Linked DNA regions of Mus musculus: region 1 is linked to region 2. The links are chromatin contacts, called in public Hi-C maps. All regions are on one chromosome and are shown on one strand. The core of a region is the stretch at or near the end of the contact, and the rest is flanking DNA. Distances in the headings are between cores, read along the strand shown.

Region 1 (2,700 bases), core at 129-2,628, 140 kb before region 2:
TAGAAACCTAAGGGAACATTGTGGATGTCCGCCTCTCTGAGTGTCCAGGGTGGCAAAAAGCTCTTTGAGTCCCACTGTCTGAGGAGGAAGAAACAGGGCAAAGCTTTGCCCGTTCGTTCAGGGCAGGCCTGAAGGCAGACCAGAGTCCATGCTGTGGGGGCTTTGGGTGTCCCTTGCTTCTCTAACACATTCTAGAATCTTGTGACTAAAAATATACTAGTAAAAAGAGTTCACAGAAAGGATATATCTGAAATGAATTATTTTTAGGGATATTGTACAAGAAGAAATCTACCAAGTGCAGAATCTACTGAGTTGGGTTTGGTTTTGTTTGTTTGTTTGTTTGTTTTAAATATCTGCGAAATTGTAGGAACTTTTTTCGTGCTGATGTTGTTTTGCACAGTAAGATAGCTTACGGTTGGTTTATGTTAAAAGAAAATGTTGTTCGGCTACTAGTAACTATCTTGGTCTCCAAAGACTTCTTGATATTAAAATATACACAAAATATTGAATATTGCCAGTACAATGACATTAAGGTTATGAAGGAAAATATTCTAGGCCTCACTTTTAGTAAATTGACACTATGTGTAAATCTGCTGAGAAAAAAAGGTGAGCTATGCTTTATGGATTATTTGATATTTTAATGACCTTCAGAGCAATGTGAAATATGAACACTCAATTTTTATAACTTTAGATACAATGGCTTGATTTTTCTCAGTTCATCTATATTTTAATAAAGTGGATTTTTCAATGGCTTGTGATTGTGACAAAATGTCAAGCATTCCTTAAGGGCTTTGTCATATTGTCATATTTATCATAATTAAAGCAATATCTCAAACAATAAAACAATAGCAACCAAAAAAAAAAAAGAAACTGATTATTTTAATGCCAACTTCCTTATTACAATCTGAGGAGCGGGTTACTTGAGAAAGATCAGTTCTATGGTTTGTATGTGTCTTCTAGTGTTTTGAAAATCTGTGTGGAATAAAATTTAAAATTTTAAAGGAGTCATTTTATAAACATGAAACTTAGCATTTAACTCTTTTAAAACACAATTCAATGAATAAAGCTGATGGGTTTTATTAAAGCCACAGCTATTATTTTCTTTCCTTTATTTCATTATTCAGAATACAATAAAATATCTTATAATGAAATCGTTATTATTATTATTATTATTATTATTATTATTATTATTATTATTTTAACGCAGAAACATCAGGGATCACCTGAGTGAAAACCTCGTATTTCCATTCAGGATGTAGACCTCTGGTGTTCTGCCTGTTGACCAGTAAGGGGCGCCATCACAAAGTGATTGCAGAGATCTGAGGTCTGCGGGGCTTTTCTGGTGTCCATCTTGTTCAGTTGCTTTTCTAGGCCACTGCTGAGCATACTGTACCCTATAGGCTCACATCACCACCACAGCAGGAAAGGCTGCCGCAGAGCTCAAGGCTGAGCTTTTAGATTTCTTCTTTCCAGTGCTCCACGCTGTTAAGCCAAAGCTTCCATTTCCTAGGACGCAGGCCAAAGGCTTGGCTGCCAGTCCCGCTGCTGTTACTAATTGCCTGCTCCTGCTCAGGTTTCTTTATGAAGTCCTCTCACTCCTTCAATATTAAATGTAAATTACACGTTTCTCTCAAGTCCGCCCACCCAGCCCTTTCAGGAACAGCCATTTGTTCCTGTGCACCTGGAGGTAATTCTTACTCTGTGTGTGTGTGTGTGTGTGTGTGTGTGTGTGTGTGCGCGCGTGCGCGCGCGTGTGTTTTATCCACCGAACTGACTTGCGCAACCACGCTATCCCCCCCAACTTCTCCGACCCCCAACCCTGACTTCCCTGGATGCTCAGCAGGACTGAGCTGACATGTTTTAGAGATGGCCAAAACGGAAACAATTCAAGCAACTGAGCGTCTCAGAGATGCCATCTGACTCCCATCCCCACTGTTTCAACAACCTCAAAAGCTGCCTACAAGCTTTTGAGTGTGGCAACTAGCCACGCGTGGCTGTTTCAAGAAACGACGATAATGGATATTACAAACATGTTTTGGTGGCCAAACACAGACTTCCAAAGATAGGTCTCCCCTAGCAAAGCGAAGCAATTATCCCAATCAGTCAAGTGAAAAGGTCCATTTACGCCTCAATTCTCTGGCTAATTCAGGCAAAAGTAAAATTTTCATCTGAATGATCTCAGTAATTGGCTTACTGCTTTGCTTTATCGGAGGGAACTTGACAAAGAAACAGAGGCTGCTTCATACTAGCAGGTTAGTGATGACCCCAAGGAACAGGGTGCACAGAAGAGGTTTCTGAGAAGCATCCGAGTGCAGACCTTGTGTTGAAATTTCAACAGACAGCGCCTCATTGAGGAGGGTGATTAGTGGGGCTTTCAAATTCATCCTCTCCTGCTATCCTTCCCTCCAGCCACCTGTCACTCCTTCCTCAGTGTTTCTAGCTCACAGCCACACACCACTGAGGACGAAGGGAGCAAATGAAACAATCCATCTGTCTGTCATCCTTGACTCCATCCTTCAGTTGAACCCGCTGTATTCCCACGGCCATTGTTCAGATGACCATTGATGCTTTGCTGGGCTCTTATCCATTTGACTCGAGCTTGGGGCTTTTGGTTGTAGGTGCAAAGCCATGTACTGCAAACAAAGGTGAGACAGATAGGCATCTTGGCTATTCACAATTGATTCCTGTCTTTTATCCATT
Region 2 (2,703 bases), core at 30-2,529:
CCACAGTGGGTAAGATGGACAGCAGGTAGCATGGCATGGGGGCAGGGGTGGGGGAGGCTACCTGGTTACTTTGCATCTGTACCCAGGAAGCAGACAATGAATATGAAGTGTGGCCAAGCTATAAAGCCTTAAAGCTTGACCCTATGACCCACTTCTTCCAGTGAAGTGCTACCTCCGAACAGGTCCACCGGCTGGAAATCATGTGTTAACTATGTGAGTCTGGAAGGGACGTTCCACATTCAAATCATAGCACTACTCGGATGCTAAGACAACAGTATTTGGACTCTTGACAGTGGTGGTGGTGGTTGTTGACTCTGACAGTGGTGATGGTGGGGGTGGTAGTGGTTGTTCATTCACTTCTGCATCCTATAATAGCCTAGACTCAATGGGTTCCATCACAGTAATGGATAGGGAGAGGAATCTGAGCTAGACGTGCAGACCATGAGGGCAGGTGACATTCACAACAGAGCAGGGAGCAGTCCAGTTTCAGTCCATCTTGAAGGGCACAGAAGAAGAAGTCTTAGGACAATGACTGTGGGACCCATGTCTGGTGCGTTGGTGCCATTGAGAGCCGCAATCCCATATGCTATATGGTAAGTTATCTAGTGGCAAAGGGGTCTTTCCTCCATAAACACCCATCATCTCCAAAATGATGCATTGTGCAAGAAGAACAAGAGCTTGGTAACCTTTCCTCCCTATTTACAAAGTCCTCATTTGGTGGAGGGGACATGGTTACCAAGCACTTAATCAGGCAGAAAGAAAAAACTAAGTGCTCTACTTGAGGCACTGAGTTAGAATTTGAATTCTGAGTAGTAATGGACTCTTCAGAGGGAAAAACAGTTGACCGATGGCAAACAAAACATGGGCAGCACATTATGCCCAAGTCCTGAAATGTCACATTGGACCCTGAAAAAAATGTACAATTATTGCATGACATTTAAAAATAGAAATACATATTGAATAACAGAAAAAACGACTAACTCCAAATTCAAGCAGTTGGGGCAGTATACGATATTACAACATAACATTTTCTTCTGAAAGCCCTATCTTTCAGAGAAAAAAAAGAAAAAAAAAAGAAGAAAACACCATCATTGCCATGTGAAGAGATCTAGGCTTATAAATACTTTCAAAATGTTCCTGCAGTGTTATTTCTAGATGCATACATTACAGAAAACTCTCCAGAAATGATACTAAAGACAAAGGCAAGGATTCCCACACTACAGAGCACAGACATGGATGGCAGCTTCCCCGCAAGCTGGGTGGCTGAGCGCTCCAGATCACCAGAATCACTATTCAGGCTTGAGAGATTCCAACTAAGTAGGTAATTCAGAATGTAGCCAGCATCCTGTAGGGACCAGCCAGCAGGGATTCCTGGGAAAACAACCACTGCTACAATAACAGTGGAAAGATCAATGGAGTGTGCTGTGGAATATGGAGGACAGTCTGCAGGAATCTCCAGGGCTTAGTATTCGGAGAATGTGAAAGAGCCGCTGACTTCACAGTTAATCTTTAGAAGCAACTGCCTTGCCAGGTGGTCCAGCAAAGGACAAGATCACAGGGAGTAATTATTTTTCCTCACCGAACTCAGAAAAAAAAATTAACATGCAAAAAAAACGAAGACTTTCAGGTTACTGGGTAAAAACTTTATTAGCGTCTGTCTCGGAGAGACTATCTATCGCCTTGGCTGATGTTGTTTACACTGGTAGGAATGTTAAACAGTACGCTGCAAACTAAAATTAAAACACTATCAGCACACTAAATTTAACAATAAAGACAGGGAGCAGTTGCCAAGGCAAGGCACTGAAGCAAATAACATCAGCCCGTTCAGTTCAGCAGCCTATTCCAAGCATTTGATGCAGAGAGAGGCAGGCTGGGTGACTGCCAACACCTTGCTTCAGTCAGACAATGCACCTTGCTACCTAGGAACAGAGTGAGGTCAGAGGCTAGGCTGGACAGTATTGTAATGATGTGTTGGTTTTCTGGGGAGAGACGACAGGTCAATCACTTCTGGCGGTTCATCCTTTGGGCTCACTGGCATATTATCAACAACCCTGACAACAACTTCTCAGATGTGGAAGGAAGGCTTCACTTCTCCTCGCTACTCTGATTTCTAGCACCTAAGTCTAATCATTTACTCTGTCAACAAGGCTGCTAATACATATTTTTTAGTTAAGAAATAAGTCGGTCTAGTAAGAAAATAGGAAGGGCCCAGGCATACACTCACTTCGGGAATAGGACCCAGAGTTTTGCATATGTTCAGATGCTAAAGACTCAGCCATGCATCGAGTTTCGGCTCCATTTCTGCCCACTTAACACACGGCATCCTTATCGTATCATTTTCTGTTTCTTTCTTAGTGCTCACCATCTCTCTAGCAGGCAACCACTTACAGTCAAAATACAAACCCACCTTAATTCAAGTAAAAAGATTCTAGAAGCTGGGAACATAACAAAGGGGTAGCATTTGCATAGCATATACAAAACTCTGGATATGATTTATAGTACTTTAAACAATAAGAAACGATAGATAGGTAGATAGATAGATATAGAGAGATAGATAGATATTGAGAGATAGATGATAGATACATAGATAGATAGATACATAGATAGATACATAGATAGATACATAGATAGATACATAAATAGATACATAGATACATAGATAAGTAGGTAGATAGATAGATGATAGACAGACAGACAGACAGA

Evidence for each region. Hi-C and Micro-C count contacts between places; a contact is called where the count stands out from the background.
Region 1: a contact with region 2 is called in a Hi-C map of cerebral cortex, with 2.6 times the contacts expected there. The contact joins two enhancer-like sites. A contact is called at or near these places in 14 of 484 Hi-C or Micro-C datasets (the N1E-115 cell line, Sertoli cells, cerebellar granule neurons and 9 more), 1 of 115 datasets of contacts at active chromatin or transcription factors (expanded potential stem cells) and 1 of 9 other capture datasets (embryonic stem cells).

What each region holds. Positions count from the first base shown.
Region 1 is chr2:66,040,954-66,043,653 of GRCm38.p6, reverse strand. No RefSeq gene overlaps it. Among named protein-coding and RNA genes, the nearest start is that of Galnt3, 82 kb to the left of the region's middle. Within about 2 kb of position 1,378, at least 39 of the 459 cell types and tissues checked have an H3K27ac peak or open chromatin away from gene starts, as enhancers often do. A contact at or near this core is called in cerebral cortex, where this site is marked.
Region 2 is chr2:65,895,912-65,898,614 of GRCm38.p6, reverse strand. All of the region lies in intron 3 of Csrnp3 (cysteine-serine-rich nuclear protein 3), which reads right to left. Among named protein-coding and RNA genes, the nearest start is that of Gm52514, 31 kb to the left of the region's middle. Within about 2 kb of position 1,279, at least 38 of the 459 cell types and tissues checked have an H3K27ac peak or open chromatin away from gene starts, as enhancers often do. A contact at or near this core is called in cerebral cortex, where this site is marked.